Linked DNA regions of Rattus norvegicus: region 1 is linked to region 2. A link is a contact called in public Hi-C data. All regions are on one chromosome and are shown on one strand. The core of a region is the stretch at or near the end of the contact, and the rest is flanking DNA. Distances in the headings are between cores, read along the strand shown. Region 1 has its middle 69 kb from the start of Galnt15. Region 2 holds the start of Btd (biotinidase).

Region 1 (4,710 bases), core at 899-3,398, 290 kb after region 2:
TTAAACTCATTTATATTTCAGACCAAAGGAAGAAGTCAGAGGTCATTGGGTTTCAGAAGGGCCAGTGTGGTTGAGAGCCTAGGACATGGAGATGATTTTGTGTCCTAAGATGGGGTCCCAAGACAATCTAGATCCACAGGAAACAAACATGTTGTTGTTTCTACTGTTTTTTAGAAGTGTTGCTACCATGGACTCTGTCACAGAGTTTGGAACTCACTTATTTAATTAACAAGAATGTTTTAAGTTCCAACTGGGCCGGGTCTTTAAACATGAAGACATAGCTTGTTTCCCCATGGGGCTGGTAGTGGCATGGGGAATGGTAATGGGGTTTGGTTTTGATTTGATGCTGTTGTTGACTTAAGCCCTCTGGAAGTAAAGGGTTCTTTGGAGAGTGTTGCAGGGAAGCTCAGCCAACCAATGTCAAGTCTGTTCCAAGAAATTTTTAGATTTTTTTTTTCCTGAAGAAAAACAATGCCCAAAGCTCACCCAAGAGATTAAATATAGATGACTTCCTCCTACTATGGGAACAAAACATGTTTTTAAACAAATGGCACATTAACTTAACGGAGAAATAAGAATATCCAGAAGCCAGATACTTACAGAATTTAAACCATGGACTTCTGATATACCTCAGTCACCAGGAGTTAGTGTGATTTTTCTCTTTAGAGGTGCAATCTGTCCCTGGAGTCTATAAAAATCATGGACCAGACTTTTTGTATGGAGATAAAATGAGAGAGATGTTTGCTTAGTAATGGAAGATGGAGGGGACCCAGGATGGGCACACTGCCCCAGAGGTCAGGCTTTAGGTAATGCAAACTTGTGTTCAAGGTGCAAATGACACAGGTCTGTGTACCTGGTCAGGTTCTGGAAAGGATTGCAACATGTAGACAATGCCAGCAAGTGAACCTGGGTCGGTAGTCAAAGGAATTTAGGATGGATACTATAGACAGAACTGCCTTAGAAGCAAAAAGCAAAGAGCAGATGAGATTGCCCAAAACTCTCTTCCGGGTGCCATCCACATGGCTCGGTGATGTGAGCAGCTACTCTCCTCTATGTTCGCTCTAAGACCCAGGAATAAATGAAAAGGAGAATCTGAGAATGGCCATTTTCTTTTTAATAATCAAAGCATTGTGAATTATTGACCCCACATCTTTCCTCCCTGTGTCCACATCCTCTGCTGTCTACATTTCCTGGATGTATTTATTTGTGTGTTCTAATCTAGACTTGTTCTTTGGCCGGTGGAAAACAGGAACAATTGCTGGCATGGCTGAGGGGAGCCTAGATCTCACAGGGATAAAGCCTTGCCACTCTTGTATGTCCCCCATCATAAGAAGAGCTTAATCTAGATAGCCGCTGCCCTCTACCTACGAGAAACATACATGATTGACACCATGTATGTGAAGAGCTGAGCTGGATTCTTAGCTGACAGCAGTTGATGTCAACTATACTCACAGAGTCAAAGCTCAAACAAAAATGAGTGATTGTAGTTTAAGTCACTGTTTGATTCCCTACACAGCAATGGCCAACTGATACAAAACCACCCTATTGGTATACCACAGCATCTTGACCCGTATCTCTTTTCTTCTTTCCTATTTGCTCATGTAGCTTCTCTGGGTCCTGATTGGGTATCTGTGTAGCAGTGATGAAAAAGTCCAATTTGCTGGTCACCCATGTGGTGGACATTGAAATGAAGGGAGACAGATTAGAGTTGCACTTGGTATTCGTGTGTTTTAGTTGGTTTTGTGAATTCACATCTTCATAGGTTATTACTTTCCTTGTTCTTCCCTCCTTGATGCCCAGCACCGATGCTTCTAAACACAGAGGTGACAGTCTTGGACAGACAGCTTCACCAGCTTCCTTTATTTCTCAGTAAATTCATTTTTCTGAATTGTTCATTACAGAAATGCTTCCCTGACCAAACCCTGTCTGATAGCTAGCTATCTCTTTGAGACGTCCCTGAAGGTATGTTTACTGTTGTTTAACAAGGCAGTGAAACCATTCAAAGTGCAGAATCCTCTGTCAAACTTCATAGTCACTACAGCTGTGAGCATTGTGACTCTGAGCCACCACCCTTCCCCACCCCCACTATCTTCTCAGAACGTCTTTGTGGGAGGGTCCTGGCCAAGAGAGAATGAGTATTGAATGATGAAATCATCACAGGGAAAAAAAAATCAATTCTGGGCTTTGGAACACAGATGGGTGGGGTTAACCACAGATTTGTCATCTGATTTTAAATTCAAAGCAGCAGGAGTTCCCTGAAAGGAAAAGAGAAAAATAACTTTATTTACTGCAATATTGCTATTTTCCTAGTTTCTCAGAACAGGTTGTACAGACCAATACAAATGTTATGAAGGTGGAGTCAGATGGAAACAGAATCATAACAAGAGGATGTTATGCTCGAAGCTCAGCGCCAAGGGGGCCCAGCCCCCTGTGAGGTGGTCTCGGAGCAGCGAAAACAAACTCCATGTGCACACAGGACAAACAATCTCAGACTCAGACCTGGGAGCTGAGGAAGTGACTCATTTTCAGGAATGAGCCCCTTTGGAGGCTGACAGACATTCCTTTTATTTTCCCCTTGTGACTTGGCCACTGGGAGATGCTGCTGCAGCCAGCCCAGCCGCGTCCGCTGGCACTCCGGCATTTACTGGGAAGACACTGGCCTCTCTTCCCCCATGTTGTCTGATCTTTTCGCTCTAGGCATCCCACTTGTCCTTAATGGTAGCCATGCTCTAAAATCAACGAACTTCTTGATGTGTGGAAGAAACTACGAGGGGGCATCCTCTTGTGAGAAGGAGCCATTTTGAGAGACTTTGGGGTTGAAATGCTGTGCCTGAGTTCCTCCACAGAGGCACTGAACAGAGCATCCTCAAACACAGTCGAGTTCCCAGGTAGAGGCGGGGGCAGGTCGGTAGGAAATGTCTGTAACCTAGAAGCAATGGCTAAGGCCAGGATCACAGCTGGGGAGGGCTGGAGGTTTCCAGGGGAACCAAGGCAGGAGACGTTGGGAGCAGAGCTGACAGGTCTGAAGGAGCACCACCAGAGGTTCTGACTGGTGCAACATCACCTTCTCCTCCTACTAAGTGTGTCTCATCACCAGGGCTCTTGAGATGTGTCACCAGGGAAAGCAGGTCCCCGGGTACATGATACAGAGAGAACAGTGTTCATAGTTGCGGTGTTCCTAATAGTTCTAATCATGACAGTAAGCTAACAATTTCAACTGCAGAATGGATCAGAAAGTGCTGGTGCATTATTTATAAGCCAACTGAGGCTGAATTCTACAGTGCGATATACGCTTTCTAGGTTCACCAACCAGGCAACTTAAACCAAAAGACTTTACAGACATGGGGGTTCTCTGTGTGGCCCTGACTGTCCTGGAACTCACTCTGTAGACCAGGCTGGACTTGAACTCAGAGATCCACCTGCCTCCATCTCCTGAGTTTTGGGATTTAAGGCGTGCACCGCCACTGCCTGACACAACCAAAAGAAAATTTTAAATTAAAAAAAATCTTTTCCAAAACACCCTCTCTAGCCCATGTTGGTTCCAACTCTCTATGACGAACAGGATGACATTGAACTTCTGGTCTTCTGGTCCCCACTTTCCAAGTTCTGGAATTGTAGGCAAGGGCCACCATTCCTCATTCACGTGGCGCTAGGGATCAAACCCATGACTTTGCACACGCTAGATACTGTACCAGAAGAGTTACATCCCCAGCCTAGAAATCACTCTATCAGTTTTGTGAGCTAGAAGATTGAAATGAAGGATCAGCAGAGGTGGTTCCCACTGGAGCCTCTAGGAAAGTGTCTGTTCCCTCCCTTCCCCCTTCCGGCAGCAGGTGGCAACCACTGTGTTGGCATTCTGTCTGGTAGCTCTGTGGTAGTTCTCCCCTCACCTGGTCCACGGGGTCTTCTCCCTCCTGTTTATGTTCATACAGTCTTTCCATCAGGAAAGGAGTAGTGTCTGTTCCTGGTTGTCAACTTGACTATATCTGGAATGAACTACAATCCAGAACTGGAAGACTCACCTCTGATCCTGATCTCGAGGCTGGGAGATACAAGTTTCTGAGTGGATCTTGGCATGGAGATCTTGAGGCAAAGTGACTATGAATCCGAGGAGCTTAAGGCAAGGAGATTTCTGAGATCAAGATCACCTAGGACAAAGCAAGTCCCAGACCCAGGCATGGTGGTACACACCTTTAATCTAGGACACACCTTCTGCTGGAGATTTACATAAGAACATTGGAAGAAGGAAGAGTCTCTCTTTTTTGCCTGCCTGCCATGTGGGACTGAGCCACCGCTAGATCCTTGGACTTCTATTCACAGCTGCTGCTGACCATTGTTGGAGAGTTAGACCACAGACTTAAGTCATTGACCAATTCTCTTACTATATAGAGACTATCCATAAGTTCTGTGACTCTAGAGATCCCTGACGAAGACAGAAGGTCATAAGAATTAGGATGCTCCCCTGCCCCATCTCCATCTAACATGATCTCATCCTAACTTAACCGATCCTGTTTTCAAATCAAGTAACAGTCTGAACATGAACCTGGAGGAACACTATTCTACCCAGTGCAATACCACATGACCATGGACGTGATAACCACAGTACATGCAACACTGTGGATGAAGCAAGACAGTACTGAAGGAAGGCACAAAGCCCACAGAGTGTGATGTGATGTCACCAAGTTCAAAGTCAGGAGAACAGAGTTGTGG
Region 2 (4,364 bases), core at 1,802-4,301:
TTAACAGTGGTACATGCAATGCTTCAGAAGCGATGGGACGCTGTGTGCACCGAATAGCATCGGTACCTGTGTCAACACTCACCGCTTGCTCATTCCTCATCCCAATGTACTTGATGCCCAGTTCCTGGGCAGCAAGGGCGATTTCGGTCACGGGGATGCCTACGACACCGAACATGTACTCCACATCCTGGGGATAGGATGGAAAAGGGCCGGTTGTCAGGTGGTCCTTGGGAGGTCCCAAGAAAAGACCAACAGGACCCCCGCCTCCTTGCCCTCCGTCTCTATGACACTAGGTCCCGGCCTGCTTCAGCAGAGCATTTCACACCCGAGGGATCCATCGTACTTGCGTTTTTAGGGCCTGGGCGATGACTTTAGCACCAGACACCTGCTCCTCGCTTCTGTCGCTACCCTCTGCCGAGTTACTTTCTGACATCTTCCACCTAAAGCTACTTCAAAGCACTCTTCGCGGCTTAGAGATTCACTAGCCGAAGAGTTGGTCGCACGTTTGCTGTTGGTGACACCCGCTTCTGACGGACAGGAGGGCAGCCCAACGGATTTAAGCAAGCAGGAGAAGGGGCGGGACGAGAAGTCCGTCCTTGGTGAGGCGATCATGCGAGCACGCCCATTCTCCAGTCAGTCTTTTCCGGACTCGGCCATCAGCGGGAGGCGGGACGAGCCGGAGACCGCGTCCTCTACCGAGCAGGTAAGAAACCCAACCTCTGAGGCTGTCCTCCACTAGGGTAGCTACACAGCTCAGTCCCGCGGAGAAGGCACTTGCGCGCCTGGAGGATGAAAGCAAACAGAGACCAAGCGAGGAGGGGGCGTGGTCCCAGCGCGCGTTCCCGCCCCCGCCGGAGCTTCCAGCTGATTGGGAGCAAGCTGCGCAAAGGCTGCTGGGACGCGGGTTATCTTGGAGCGTGTAAAGTTGGGGAAAACTGGCATTTGAGTACTGTTGTCATACTCTTGTCTTCTGGTTTCACAACTTTGTGGTTTTGCACCGCACACCATGAGCACCTTATTGAAATCTGTGAGCCGAGGTGTGTCCTTAATCACAGATGACACCGAAATTGCTTGTCAAGAGATAATCTTATTAACACCGCAGCTGCTCCTGTCCTCTGCCTGGTTTATACTTATTTGTTCCAGTTCGGTATCACTAAGATCGTTAGAGCCATTAGTTAATAATTAATGCATGATTGCTTAAATTTTATCGAAGTAATAGTGTTGGTTGTTTTTCTACTTACTGGTTCAAAGCTAAGCCTGCTTGACCCTGGTATCGCACACTGTGTAGACAATAGTCAATTCATGGTACCTTACATGGATTCTTTTCTCAGAAGAATTACTGGCAGAACACTGTATGAAGTACAGAATGAACTCTGATGGGAATAAATCATTTGTTTTCTTTTAAGGATCAGTCTTCAACTGGCCAATTTTGCCATTTGGCAAAGAGAAAAATCACTGGGCAAGTTACTGCCTTGCAGTTCAAGGTACGGCATGCCATGCTTCTCTTGCCTGTTACAGATTCAGCAGAAATGTTGTGACTCCTTCTTCCAAGGCCAAAAGTCACTGCTGTTCCAATATAAGGATCCCAGCCAGCAGCTGTAATTTATACAACGTACCCTGTGTGGACTTTGAGCATGTTAATTATACATACTCTCTTATTTTTGTTGGCAGTATGCTTGGAAGTTTCTCTGTTGGATATTTTGGTGAAATTTGGCATCATAGAGCCAGATGTGGTGGCTCGCACATTTAATCCCAGCACTTGGAAGGCTGAGGCATATGGGTTTCGGTGGGTATGAGGCCAGCCTGGTCTACCTAGTGAGTTGAGTTGTTTCAGGATAGTCAGGGCTATGTAGAGAGACCCTGCCTCAAAAAGAAAGAAAGAGAGAAGGAAGGAAGGAAAGAAAGAAAGAAAGGAAGAAAGAAAGAAAGAGAGAAGGAAGGAAAGAAAAGAAAGAAAGAAAGAATTTTATTATTCAAAGAAAGACTAAATCTTAGAAAAAATACTAGTGATTGAACCTAGGACTTTGTACTTATTAGTCAAGTACTCTACCCTGAACTACATCTCAGGCCCTAAATTTTAACTTTCTTAAAAAATAAAACACAGAGGTTAGAGAGATGACTCAGTGTTTAAGAGCAGCGGCTGCTCTTCCAGAGAACCTGAGTTCAATTTCCAGCGACCACATGGTGGCTCACGACCACCTGTAATTGCAGTTGTTCCAACAGAGCCGATGCCCTCTTCTGGCCTGTGAGGGCACCGGGCACACACATATTATGCAGACATACATGCAGGCAAAATAGCCACACACATGTAATAAAGTAATACTAATAATAAAGGTAGCATTAGTGACCTGTTCTCCACCCAGCAAACCCAGGCTTCAGAGTTTAGATAGTGATTGCTTTAGGAATCCAGCTTTGGGATGATGAGGAGTGGCTTGACAGCTTTCTTCCTTCCGAGGGGTGAAGATAATCTCTAGGGAGCCAGGTGATTTAGAAAGAGTTGTAGGCAGGGTGTGGTGAGGCAGGCCTATGGTACCTGTACTCAGGAGGCCAAGACGGGATCTCACGTTTAAAGCCAGCCTGGGCAACAGAGTGAGACCCTGTCTCAAAAATAAATGAGTTTTTTAAGAGTTATATATAATATGTATAGAGAAGATTCAAAAGAAGGCAGTTTCTATAGGCAGTGACTCCATGGGTCCCCAAATTTTGATTTTTATCTCAGTCAGTTCACAAAAACACTAGGAATCCTTGTGCTCGTGTTTAAACATAACCTGGCTGGACCTGTGAAGAGCAATCCGTTCTTTACCAAAATGAAGCGCTTGGTCATCAAAGGAAGAATTAGGGTCATTTGTTCTCCTGACTTCATTTTGTTGTCATGGCAAATGCTATGAGTAAACGCATGTCCGGGGAGGGCAAAATTTATTTTTTTCTTACACTGCCATGACACAGACCATCTTTGAGAGACAGTTGTCAGGGTAGGAACTCAAGGCAGGAACCACAGAGGAACCTACTTGCTGACTCCCTCTCTCTGGCTTCTCCCAGACCCATGCTTAACTAGATTTCTCATGCAGCCCAGGCCCTCCAGCACTGGTTAATAGTCATCTTCATTCGTCCCTCGAAGACGTGCCCACAGACCAGCCCAACGTGAGTTACTTGATGGGGACTCATTTCTCAGGTGATTTTAGGCTGTGTCAAGTAGAATGGCTAAAAGTGAAATTGGCTGACAATTAATAGAAAATGGAAGCTGAATACTTCTGTTATGTGGGTTGAGCCAGCATCTTGTGCAAGCCAGTGTTACTCTACCACAGGGTTACTCTAGTATTATAGTGTACTCTACCACTATAGTATTATAGGATTACGAAGTCTGCTTTACTAACCCTGGCCAATGCTAATTTTCTTTCTTATCTATACCACTATAGCAGTCGCCTAGTAGCTTAGTGTAGTAGCCTGCTTTTCTGTGTTAAGATGAGGTTTCACAAAGCTGTCCTCCGGGTGGGCCTTTCCATGTTCTCCGAGTAACTGAGATTACAGCACTGTGCCACCTGCAATCAAAAAGCCAGGAGTAAAAAATAAAAACAAAACTTATATAAAGCACTGTTTTTCAAAACAGCGCTTAAGGGGTTGGGGATTTAGCTCAGTGGTAGAGCGCTTGCCTAGCAAGCGCAAGGCCCTGGGTTCGGTCCCCAGCTCTGAAAAAAAGAACCAAAAAAAAAAAAAAAAAAAAAAAAAAAACCAGCGCTTAACACCATACTGCCGGAAATGTGCTAAAGGAAACATGTCGACAGAAATAATGTAAGAAAATGGCTGGTTGGGTAAAACTGGTTAAGTTGACTTTGTTTACTTCTCCTGAATTTTATGAACTGTTCAGTAGCAAAGCTTAGAGATAGGCTTGAAGCAAAAAAAAAAAAAAAAAAAAAAAAAAAAGAGTAAACAATAAAAAACAAGTTTACGCTATGAAGTTCTCAGGGACAGGTTAGTAATAACTCAGTGGTGAAGGTTGAAAGGCTCTGAGCCTCTTTTCCTAGTGCCCTCTGACCTAGAGAACACTGGATTCCTGCCCGAAGCCTGAACTTTGCTTAGCAGTGTAACGCACCCATGACCTGGCACTGAGGCCATAAGCAATGTGGGAAGAAAATAGGGAGAATCCGCTTTTCCTGCTTTATCTATTTTTTTCTTTTTAAGGTAAAATTGAGAGAGTTTGAACACTAGCAGTAACCACCACAGTGATTTTCTTTCTCATATATAAAACGGTGACAATTCTAAGTGTGGTTCGAAGGGGTGGGATGGCTCGGCAACACAGTGTTTCTCCTTGGAATAAACCTGCAAAGCTCCCAGGGTGTGGGGTTGGACTGGGGACAGTTCGTAAT

Evidence for each region. Hi-C and Micro-C count contacts between places; a contact is called where the count stands out from the background.
Region 1: a Hi-C map of liver shows a contact between it and region 2, with 5 times the contacts expected there. The contact joins the enhancer-like site here to the promoter of Btd in region 2. A contact is called at or near these places in 4 of 12 Hi-C or Micro-C datasets (the A7r5 cell line, Schwann cells, liver and 1 more).

What each region holds. Positions count from the first base shown.
Region 1 is chr16:7,162,258-7,166,967 of GRCr8, forward strand. No RefSeq gene overlaps it. Among named protein-coding and RNA genes, the nearest start is that of Galnt15, 69 kb to the right of the region's middle. Within about 2 kb of position 2,149, at least 28 of the 93 cell types and tissues checked have an H3K27ac peak or open chromatin away from gene starts, as enhancers often do. A contact at or near this core is called in the A7r5 cell line, Schwann cells and liver, where this site is marked.
Region 2 is chr16:6,868,880-6,873,243 of GRCr8, forward strand. It overlaps Btd (biotinidase), which reads left to right and starts at 3,052. Exons shown (of 4, transcript NM_001012047.2): 1 at 3,052-3,141. It overlaps Hacl1 (2-hydroxyacyl-CoA lyase 1), which reads right to left and starts at 531. Exons shown (of 17, transcript NM_053493.1): 1 at 344-531; 2 at 83-187. The coding sequence starts at 433.